2 separate regions of the Cricetulus griseus genome follow, and region 2 is linked to region 1. A link is a contact called in public Hi-C data. All regions are on one chromosome and are shown on one strand. The core of a region is the stretch at or near the end of the contact, and the rest is flanking DNA. Distances in the headings are between cores, read along the strand shown.

Region 1 (5,754 bases), core at 929-3,428:
ACCAGTGTGTGCCATCAAGTTTTGATCGGAATTTACAAACTTCTAACTAAACCCGAACATCTTTCTGCTGTAAAGCCAGGCAACACACCACAGTGGCAAGGTTAGGTCCTGTGATTTTTGTCATCAAGAGATGCCAGTCAGCTATCTGCACATGGGTAAGGGTGTGCCTAGCCACTTTTTTTTTTTTTTAAAGACAGGGACTCTCATTGACCCTGGAGCTCAACAAGTAGGCTAGCTGGTTGGCCAGCAAGCACATGACTTTTCTCTGTCTCCTTTGTAATTACAAACATGCACCGCCATGGCTGGCTTTTAAAACATGGGTTCTGCGTCTTGAACTCAGGTCCTCATGCTTGCCCGGCAGCTCACAGAGCCACCTTGGCAGCCCACCCCACCACAGCTGCTTCTGTGTCCCATGGCACACGCTCCTCCATCACTCCTTGACACTGCTGGAGCCATGCTATTACACTTACAGTCCAGCCTTGCCATTGAATGGGAATTCATCAAATATCTAAAGCTATTTGAGGGCTGGATAGATGGTGGGGTGGCTAAGAAGACATATGGCTCTTGCAGAGGACCTGAGTTCAGTTCCCAGCCGGCACATCAGGTGACTCACAACCACCTGTAATTCCAGTTCCAGGGGATCCAACGCCTTTGTCTGACCCCCAAGAACAATTGCCATCGTGTGCACTTACACCACACAGATGCGTATGAGTAAAAATATGGGCCAGAGAGATGACTTTGAGGTTAGCAGCTGGCTCCCAGCACCCAGTCCAGTGGCTCACAACCACTTGTAACTCCAGTTTATCAGGGGTTCTGATGCCTGTCTTCCACGGGCACCTGCACGCACATTTCAGCCCCTCACAGAGATACACACATATACACATAATTTAAATCTTTTTTTTGTTTTCATTTTTTTTTTGAGGCAGGGTTTCTCTGTGTAGCTTTGGAGCCTATCCTGGCACTCGATCTGTAGACCAGGCTGGTTTTGAACTCACAGAGATCCACCTGCCTCTGCCTCTCAAGTGCTGGGATTAAAGGCGTGTGCCACCAATGCCCGGCCTTTTTTCTTTTGTTTTGAAGACATGGTCTCACTATGTAGCTCTGGCTGTCCTGGACCTCATTCTGTAGATCAGGTTGACCTCAACCTTATAGAGATCTACCTGCCTCTTGCCTCTTGAGTGCTGGGATTAAAGGCGTGTGCCACTACACCCAGCTTAAAATAAATCTTCAAAAATAATAAAATAGAACAGAGTATTCACGATATTCGATATGACTTGTTTCCTTTCTAGGTAGTTTTTTTTCCCAGTGCTGGAACTAAACTGGAGTTTCCTATGACCTACCACTGAGCTGCTTATAGAGCCCTGTGTTTTATTTTCTTTTTAATAATTTATTTAATCTTATTTTGTATACATTAGTGTTTTGTCTGCAGATCTGTCTGTGTGAGGGTGTTGGATCCCCTGAAACTGGAGTTACAGACAGTTGTGAGCTGTCATGTGGGTGCTGGGATTGAACCTGGGTCTCAGGAAGAGCAGCCAGTGCTCTTAACCGCTGAGCCATCTCTCCAGCCCCTTATTTTATTTTTTTAAATGCATATAAAGGCTATTGTTTTGGCCTGGAGAGATGTCTCAGCCTTTCAAAGACTAGGTTCACAGCCAAAACTACAAAAGCATTGTTCTTAGCAGAGGTCCACAGCTGGTTTGGTGACGCATGGTTGTAGTTCCAGCTATTTAGGAGCCTGGAACAGGAGGATCACTTGAGCCCAGGAACCTGGCAATATCAGGCAATCCTGTCTGAAAACAAATAGAACCACAGACATCACCAGACTGCCAAACAAAGTTAAGCAAGACATGAGGATTCGTTCCAAAGCTGCATTTCTTTACAGGAAGTTTTTGCAATACACTGTTAATATGACTCACACATCAAAGAATTGTCAAAACCCTGGAGACTGAACAGAACGTGGTTGCTGGGAAACTAAAGCCCAGTGAAATGATTACTTCTTTTAAGACAAGGAAAGAAAGCATGGGATGCCCGTAGAAGGTTGAAGATGGTTTACTTGCTCTCATTAGTACCTTAAAAACATTTCGGGCTAGTGAAATGGCCCAGCAGGTAAGAGCACTTACTGCTCCCGCAGAGGACCAGAGGTTGGTTCCCACTGAGTCACAGCCTGCTGTTGCTCCAGCCAGGGAATCTGGTGCCCTCTTTGGACTTCATGGGCATCTGCAATCCCCGGCACGTTTCACCTCCACCACCCCCACCTCCACCACCTCCACCTCCACCACCAACACCACCTCCACCATCACCACCATCACCACCATCATCTCCACCACCCCCACCACCCACCACCCCACCTCCACCACCACCATCACCATCACCATCACCATCACCATCACCATCACCATCACCACCACCACCACCACCTCCACCGTCACCACCGTCACCACCGTCACCACCGTCACCACCGTCACCACCGTCACCACCGTCACCACCGTCACCACCACCATCATCTCCATCACCACCATCACCACCATCACCACCACCATACACATGTAATTTGAAACTTAAAGTTTTTGCAATGCTGAGGATCAAACCCAGGGCCTTGTGCATTCAAGGGAAGCCTCTGTCCCCTGGCTATGTACCCAGCCCTCTCCCCACAGAAGCTGGAGAGAGGGGAGGGAGGGGAGCCACACCTTCTGGAATGATCCTACTCACCTCTGATCCTCATGCTTGCTAAGTGCTTTCTGCATGATGACCCTCTGGGGGACATTAAAATGTCACACCGTGTCTTAGTTAGGGTTACTATTGCCGAGATGAAACACAGTGACCAAACAACTTGGGGAGGAAAGGGTTTACTTGGCTTTCACTTCCACATCGTAGTCTATCACTGAAGGAAGTCAGAGAACTCAAACAGGGCAGGATCCTGGAGTCAGAAGCTAATGCAGAGGCCATGGGGGAGTGCTGCTTACTGGCTTGCCCTTCATGGCTTGCTCAGCCTGCTTTCTTTTTTATAGAACCTAGGACCACCAGCGAAGGAATGGCACCACCCACAATGGGCTAGGCCCTTCCCTATCAAGCACTAATTAAGAAAATGCTGCACAGGCTTGCCCACAGCAGGATCTCATGGAGGCATTTCCTTAATTAAGGCTCCCTCCTCTCTGATGACTAGCTTGTGTCAAGTTGACTTAAAACTAGCCAGAACACGCAGGGTTCCTCACAAATTCACTAGCATCTCACTTTTCATGGTACCTACCAAGTTATTTCCTAATTCCCATCTAATCTTTGTGCCGTTGAAGCTGAGGTTTTTTTGTTTGTTTGTTTGTTTTTGTTTTTGTTTTTTAAAGATTTTATTTATTTATTATGTATACAGTCTTCTGCCTGCATGCCAGCAGAGGGCACCAGATCTCAGTCAAGGTGGTTGTGAGCCACCATGTGGTTGCTGGGAATTGAACTCAGGACCTCTGAGAGCAGTCTGTGCTCTCTCCAGCCCGAAGCTTAGGTTTTAATAATCTCAGTTTTATAAATGAAGAGACTGAAGGCTCAGAAAAGGGAGGAATCTGGCCCTTTGTTCATGGTTCACAGTAATTTGTGACGCACATGTGCACAAGGGCCTGAAGATGCTACCCATGTGGCCATTTCTGTGAGCCTGTGTGGTGCTCTGGAGTAGAGGGGACTTCTACATGCTGCTGGGACTGCTCCTCTGACCTGCCCCCCCCCTGTGACCAGGCATACCCTGAAGCAGTCAAGAGATGGGAATGGCCTAGACTTCTCAGTCTGGCTCCAGCTTCCCTGAGTGGCCCAGAGTCCAAAGTGATAGTGGCAGTCATTATCTGGGGTTCTGAGACACTAATGAGGTGTTTGCTCGTGCTTTTCTGAAAATGGCCTACATCATAACCTCTGTAGAAAGAAAACCTTGCAACCTCCTGGAGAGTTTCTGTCCTAGAGCAGTGCCCACTGACACCCCAGGGGCTGGGGAGGCAGCCCTGGTCTCCAGAATGGTGCCTTACAGTGGAAGACACACATTTCTGGCCCCTGTCAAGAGCAAACATCTCAGGAGTGTTGTAGTTTGGATTTTAAATGTCCTCCAGAGACCTGTGCATTAAAATCTTGGTCCAGAGGGTGGCTGGCTCCACCGAGAGATGGTGGAAACGTTAGGACGTGGGGTTACTGGAAAGTCGGAGGTCACTGGAGGCCATGTCTTTGACGGAATTAAGGGCCTGGTGTCTTGTTCTTCCTTTCTGGTCATGAGGCCAAATTACTCCTTATGCTCCCACCACAGGTCCAAAGCAACAGGACCAGTTGATTGTAGATATAATAAACCCGGTTTTATTATAATATTTATTTATTTGGGATCCCCAAAGCTATAAGCCAAAATAGACCTTTCCTCTTTGTAAGTTGTATTTCCTTGGGCATTTTATTATAGTATAAGAAGCTGACTTAACTCACTCTCTCTCTTCCTTTTGCTTCTCAGCTAGCCTTCTATGTGGGATGTTCATTTTCCTAAATTTTGACACCTCGCCGACTGTCTTTGTCCATGGAATGTCTCTGTTGATACTGCCAAAGCGGAGCCGGAGCCGTGTTGTGTTTAGGGGGAACTCAAAGGTGCTTCCTTTCCTTTAAAAATGGATCCCATCGCATGGAAATAGGAATGCAAATGCAGGGTTTTCTCTGTAGAAAGCCAACCTGCCTACTTGATACTTTGTTGCAAACTTGATCGTCCCATGCTTTTTAAATTTGTATGTCTGGGAAAACCAAATCCTATTTTCTTCAGCATCTCAACAAGTTCATGCTTGAAAAAAGACTAAGTGTTAATGACTTAATTTACACGCTGTGGAATGTTCCAGTTACAAAGTGTTAGGACTTCTACTATAAAGGAAAGCCTGGGGTAGTGATGAGGCTAAGCCCACAGAGTGCTTATCTGGCAGGCAGGCAGGCAGGCAGCCCTGGGTTCCATATCCAACACCTTGTAAAGCAGGCATGGTGGTAGAGGCAGGAGGATCATGTAAATTCAAGGTCATATTCAAGGTCAGTTTGGGGCTACAGGAGACCCCAATCTCAAAACAAGTAAGCAAATAATTAAAAAATCCGTTTGGATTGACTGCTTCCCAGAAAAGCTATATTAAAAAAGGAGCAATCTGAGAAATAATAGTTTCATCTCTGACATGCCTGGTGAGTAGGTCACGCTTAATAGATTCAACGACAATGTGTTTCTCTGTTCTTGCAAATGCTTTTGTAGGAATGTAATGCTAAAAATAGAGATGGAAATAACATCCATCAGGTAAAAATACAGTAATTTAGAAGGTCTGTCGGGCACTGTGAGTTCTAGGAAGAGCGATTTTCCACTGAGGACTGCTGCTCTGATGACACACTAGATCTTTCTGGCACAGGGATGCTTAGCACTTGACACTAGCAGGTATTTTAACTCACATTGTCTCAGTGATTGACACTAGACACAGTTGTCCCTCAGTATCCATGGGGGTTGCTTCTAGGATCCCTCTGCGTATCAGCCAGAGTCTGTGAATCCTAAAGTCACATATAATCTATTCAATTCTTTCATGCCCTTCAAATCACCTTGGGTTACTTATGATACTAGTAATGTGTTTGCTACCCAAGTCATTATAATGATTTTTTTTTTAGGGAAGAATGCTTTTAAAAGGCTGTACATATTTAGCATAGGCAACACACACACACACACACACACACACACACACACACACACACTTCAGTCTAGAGTTGGTTGACTTCATATAGCAAGGACAC
Region 2 (5,652 bases), core at 21-2,520, 89 kb after region 1:
CCGGGGAATCACTCCGAAGGTCTCAATCGCAAAAATAGCTGTTAGGTTACAGAAACTGCAAATTAGAAAAAATGGTATTAAAGGTTAAGCAGAACGTATTTAAAATAATCTTTGCATCTCTATGGTAACAGTCAGATCATATGTAACCTTATTAATGTGTCATTTTTTTTGACAAGGACACAATAGATAGTTGTACTTACAGAACAGTTATGATGGTTTTTCTGTTGATGCATCTTTAGGCTAGATAACCTCACAGCATTACACATGTTGGGTGGTAGTTTCCAAGGCAACGGTCATAATGACATTAATAATAATGAACAATCATAAGCATCTTCAGAAGTACTACACAATTAACTATTGCATACTGAGCCCTATGATCACTGAAGATGGGTGCTAAATGAGCATTTACTACATGCCAGGTGGTATGCAGAATGTAAAGTTGGGGCTTTTTACCCAGGCACTTAATGTACTTCTCAGAATCCTATAAAGATAGGGATTGTTGACCACTTATGAACAAATTGGCAATTTGCTTAGTTCTGAATTTTTCTTTGTATGGTTAGAACTTGGAAGGTGTCACTGTTGGGGTGGTAGTGGTGTGTGCCTTTAATCCCAGCACTGGGGTTGGGGAGCAGAGGTAGACAGGGTTTCTCTATGAGTTCGAGGCCAGCCTGGTCTACAGAGTGAGTTCCAGGACAGCCAGGACTACCCAGAGAAACACTGTCTCAGAAAAAATGAACAAAAAAGAGAAAGAAAGGGGTCACTGTGTAGTAACAGATGGACGGATGATGTTAGGACATGTATGTAATCACATAATTTGGAAGGCTGAAGCAAGAGATTGCAGATTAACTGTGTAGGAGACCTTGTCTCAAAAAAGACACAACTTCACAATCAAGGAAAAGAAGTAGACAAGTACTTAACTTTTTTCCCCAGAGACAGGGTTTCTCTGTGTAGCCCTGACTGTCCTGGAACTCACTCTGTAGACCAAGCTGGCCTCCAACTCACAGAGACCCATCTGCCTCTCTGCCTTCCAAGTGCTGGGATTAAAGGTGTGTGCCACTGCCTGGCACTTTAACATTCCTCCTTCAGAAAGTGACAGGGCAGATGGACAGAAAATGTGTCTATCAGATTAATGCTATTGGAGATTTGTTATCTGTTGTATGGGAACGAACCTGTCTTCCTTTTCTCGTTGCTAAGGTCAAACCCCTGATAAAAACAACTAAAGGAAAGGGGATTACCATGGCTCACAGTTCAGGGCGTGGTCTATCACGGTGGGGAAGGCAGGACAACAGCACCCTCGTGAGGAAGCTGTGGGTGACGAATGCCAGAGCGCAGCTCACATTCTTTTCACCTGGTTGGGGACCCCAGCACACAGAATTGTGCTGCCCACGTTTTTAGGGTGGGTCTTCCCTACCTCAGTCTAATCCAGAAAAGTTCCTCACAGACACATCCAGTGACTTGTCTTTAGTTACTCTAGCTCCTGTCAATTGACAATAAGAACCATGCATGACAAAATGTGAAGACTGTTTGAAGAGGTCTGTTTGAGGTGAATTTATTAGATACGAGTTTCTCATCTACCTTCAGGCTGGGTCCAGAAGAAACTGTTCATCACAGCACTGAAAATTGTATCCGTATCAGAAGCTGAGTGGAGAGTCCTGAGGTTTCAGGAAGGGGATGCTACCATAGAAATGGGCTCTTCCATTATGGTTAGAATGACACAAAAGCCAAATGGATTTACTATTGGAGAAGGAAAGTATGGTAACCATCGTAGAAAACACTTGGCTGGAGTGGATCTTTGTGTATGGAGAATTGATTATGGGTCCTCTTTGGCTGATATGACAAGGTCTGGGTTGATTTCACAAGGAACAAGTGATAGGTTACTTGCTTAGCATGTATGAGGCCTCGGCTCTGTTCCAGTATTGCAAATAAGTAAACAAATGAAGTTAAATTAATCAGTAAATTAAAATCAACATGGCAGGCCTAGAACAGGGACCTCAAAGGATGTGGTGGTAGTGGAGACACTGCCAAGCATGTGCCCCTGAGATTTTCTTTTCAGGCCTGAAGCATTTGTTTCCTCTCAAGGGGACCAGTGTCTGCCAGGACTTACCTCTGCCAAAGTTACACCCCCTTTTTGGGAAAGTCTATCTCAAAGGCTAGTGATTCAGAGGCACAGAGAGAAACTTGTCCCTTTCTGCCAGTTCAGAGCAGCTCTGCCAGGTACCCCTACTCTAGTATTCCTTGTGAAATCAACTGCAGGTTTCATTGGGGCTGCAGTTTTTCCTACTTCCTCCTCTCTCCAATTTTATTTCCTTCACTTCCTCTAAAGGTGGCGATCTCAGACCACTTCCCAGTAAACCTCCTACACATCAGTCTATGCCACAGAGTCTGCTTCCTGAGAAACCTGAGATGTAAAATGTAGACCACCTCTCTTTAAGTCATCTGGCCAAGTGTCCGGAAGACTGGCAAATCTGGGGCACTGATAAGATTTTCATGAGCTCGGTAGAGGCTCTTCCCAGGGTTATCTAATCACATAGCTAAGAAGCAGCCATTCATTTAATAAAGTATTCCTCCCTCACTGTTCCACTAACCTCACAGCCAGAACAAACCAGAAACAGTTTGTTTTTTTTTTTTCTCCCCAGGACTACCTCCACTCCATGAACCTGCTGCTGCAGAGTCTGTTTTTGAACAGTATCTCATGGGTATTGTGTTGATCCCGTATCCGGATGCTGTAAGATTTAAGTGCAGTTGGTGACACACGAGTGACAAGCCCACACATGTGGGGCTCCTGATGTGCCTTTGAAGGTGAAAGCCAAGTCCTTCCTTGCTCCTTCTGCTCATGTCCAGATAAAAGAATTGTCTTGTTTTGTTGTTGCTGCTATTGCTTTATTTTTATCCACTTTGGAGTTTGGAGATAACCTATACCACATTTGGATAGACATATATGTTCCAGGTTATTTAATCCTACTGTGAAACTCTGAGACTGTATTAATAAAATCAACCTTGGGTCAGGGGGCAGAGCCAGCAACTAGTTGATAAGAATTAGCCATAGAGAGTATGGAGGACCAGGAAGACAGACATACACAGGAAGGAGTAGGGAGGGACTTAGGGATTCATGGTCTTTTTGGTTTGGGACCAATGGAGAGAAGTTCTCTTGCTTTCTCTCTGGCCAAAAGGAAGGTCAGCTGGTTGCTTCTCGGCCCATCTGAGCCATCAGGTTTTCACTCCATCATCTGACTCCTGAGTCTTTATTGGTAGACAGAATGATAGAGACTTAGTTAAAAACTACATTTGGCAGCAGAGATTGAGCCGGTACTGGTAGGGATTGGGAATCCTGCTAGATCTCAGCCTGAGCAGCAGAGTGCTGACTGCCGGGCAGCAGGGCTGCAGATGGTTGTTAAGATACCAGAAGATTCAGTTGTAGCTGCTAAACCAATGGAAAAATCACACACACACACACACACACACACACACACACACACACACACACACACACACACACGCACCAAAAAACCCAAAAACCAAAACCAGAAAAACAACAACCAAAAACCCAAAACAAAAAAACCCCAAAACCAAAAAACCAAACCAAAACATCAAAACCAAAACCAAAAAAACAAAAAACAAAACAAAAAAACCCCAAACTCTTAGACTGGAACCCAGGGCAAAGAACTTTTCTACATGTTGCAGGTGATTCAAACAGTGCGGAGATTTGGCTCTCCTGACCTGATCCTGTACCACTGGGTGACCATGAAACCTTGGCTGCCTTTGGCCATGTGTTATCTCTAATGTCTAAGCCAGATGTGATCTGTAGCAGATGTGATTCTGTCCTGAAGGGCAAGTGATAAAGTAAAGTATAAAGTATAAAAATGGCCTCACATGCACTTAGCAGTTGATTGACAGCTCCCATTTGCTTAGACATTGAGAGTCCTTCATGGCTTTCCTGACTATAAAGGAAAGAGAGGAAAGAGATTTGCAGACTGCTGTGATGCAGATGTGGACAGCTGTGGCTCTGCTTAGGGACAGTGGAGAAGAACAGGCCTTCCTGAGTACAAAGCTTCATGCAGGTGTTTCTTCACTTTTCCTGGAGGACAATGGGCTGCTCTGTGCCATAACTGTGATGGGAATTGAATATTAGATACATGGTGAGGATATGGAAGAGATAAAAACAGATGAGAAATTTAAGGAAGCACGCATAAATAGGCTCCTCGGTGAGATTCTGGAGTGTTCAAATGTTTGGGTCTTGAGTGACTGTTTATCACCAGAGAAGGGGCTTTTCCTTTGTCATGTGACTGCCCTGTAGCTAGCATCTTTTCCTAGCTATCCAAGTATTTCTTCAGTGGGATCATGAATAACATGTCTGTGGTGCCTGGTGTGGCTTCACTAGCCACTAGGCTGATCTGGATACTGACACTACCAAGTGTTGAATTTTCCATCAGCAGCAGCAGCAGCAGCAGCAGCAGCAGGCAGTCTGAATCATCACACAGGTGCATTAATCCAGAGGCATTAGACAGCTATCTGCTGATGGCTGATTCTTCCTGTGACATGCTTGGGCTTGAATTTGCCCTTTTTTTTGTGTGTAGCTTCTGCTTGAAGCACTAGACAGAGGCATCCTGAATGCCATGCATTTTTATCATGTCCCAACAAGATTGCTTCTGACCAAAGAACTAGAAGGCAAGAGGGCTGATATACACAGAATTCATTGGTCTCCCAGTGTAGTGGATATCCTTTCAAGGCATCTTTTGTATTAATAGGGTAACCTTCTGTTGCTGGTGACCTAGGACATTTTTGACATTCACCCATTGTTCTTATATAAATACTAACAAAGCTTCACTTTACTCTTCGAGCCTCAGGTTTTGATAATAAATTACATGGTAATGAGAGCTATAAAGCCAGAATGAAAGGTTACCAAGGAAGCTGCAGAGTTCTTACAATGAGGTAGTACTCAGGGTCAGTGCCAAGACAAGGAATTTCTTAATCCCACTGCCAGAATATGAGTTTTAGAATCAGAGTGACGGAATTGGGAGTCACTCAATTTTTCATTTATAATCAAGGCATATGTGGGTAGGGCATGTCAAGAACTCAGATTCCAAAGAAATAAAAACATTTTCTTCCAGGATACAAAATGTGGTGCTGATTAAAGACACACAGTACATAAGGATGAGAAGCCAGGTGTGATGGTCCATGCCTTTAATCCCAGCACACAGGATACAGAGAGGAAGATCTCTGTGAGTTCAAGGCCAGTCTGGTCTACATAGCAAGTTCCAGGACAGCCAGGACTACACAGAGAAACCCTATCTCAAACAAACAATAACTTTAGTATCTGTGTCTATTTTTATATTACTTATATGTGAACTAACTTTGACTTTTCCTTTTTTTCCCCATTTCTCCTACTCATATATTACATATAGTAGGTGGATTGGTGGTACATGGTACAGAATATGAAGTCAAGATCATGACAAAATTAAAGGAGGAACAAATATTCTTTTGAGAATTTGGACTTGGCACTAGATGCAATAAGACTGATCTGTTCCACTCTGGAGGGTAAGTATACTTTTATTGCTTAAGTATAATTACATTATCATAAAAGAACTCCCAAAGTTGAGAGGTTTGGGACAAGGAAATGATGATATGAATTGTAATGGATATTTGCTTAGTTAT

The links. Hi-C and Micro-C count contacts between places; a contact is called where the count stands out from the background.
Region 2: a Hi-C map of liver shows a contact between it and region 1, with 3 times the contacts expected there. The contact joins two enhancer-like sites. A contact is called at or near these places in 2 of 8 Hi-C or Micro-C datasets (the CHO-K1 cell line and liver).

Annotation. Positions count from the first base shown.
Region 1 is chr5:15,852,108-15,857,861 of CriGri-PICRH-1.0, forward strand. No RefSeq gene overlaps it. Among named protein-coding and RNA genes, the nearest start is that of Hnrnpu, 36 kb to the left of the region's middle. Within about 2 kb of position 2,179, at least 2 of the 6 cell types and tissues checked have open chromatin away from gene starts, as enhancers often do. A contact at or near this core is called in the CHO-K1 cell line, where this site is marked.
Region 2 is chr5:15,941,686-15,947,337 of CriGri-PICRH-1.0, forward strand. No RefSeq gene overlaps it. Among named protein-coding and RNA genes, the nearest start is that of Desi2, 20 kb to the left of the region's middle. Within about 2 kb of position 1,271, at least 4 of the 6 cell types and tissues checked have open chromatin away from gene starts, as enhancers often do. A contact at or near this core is called in the CHO-K1 cell line, where this site is marked.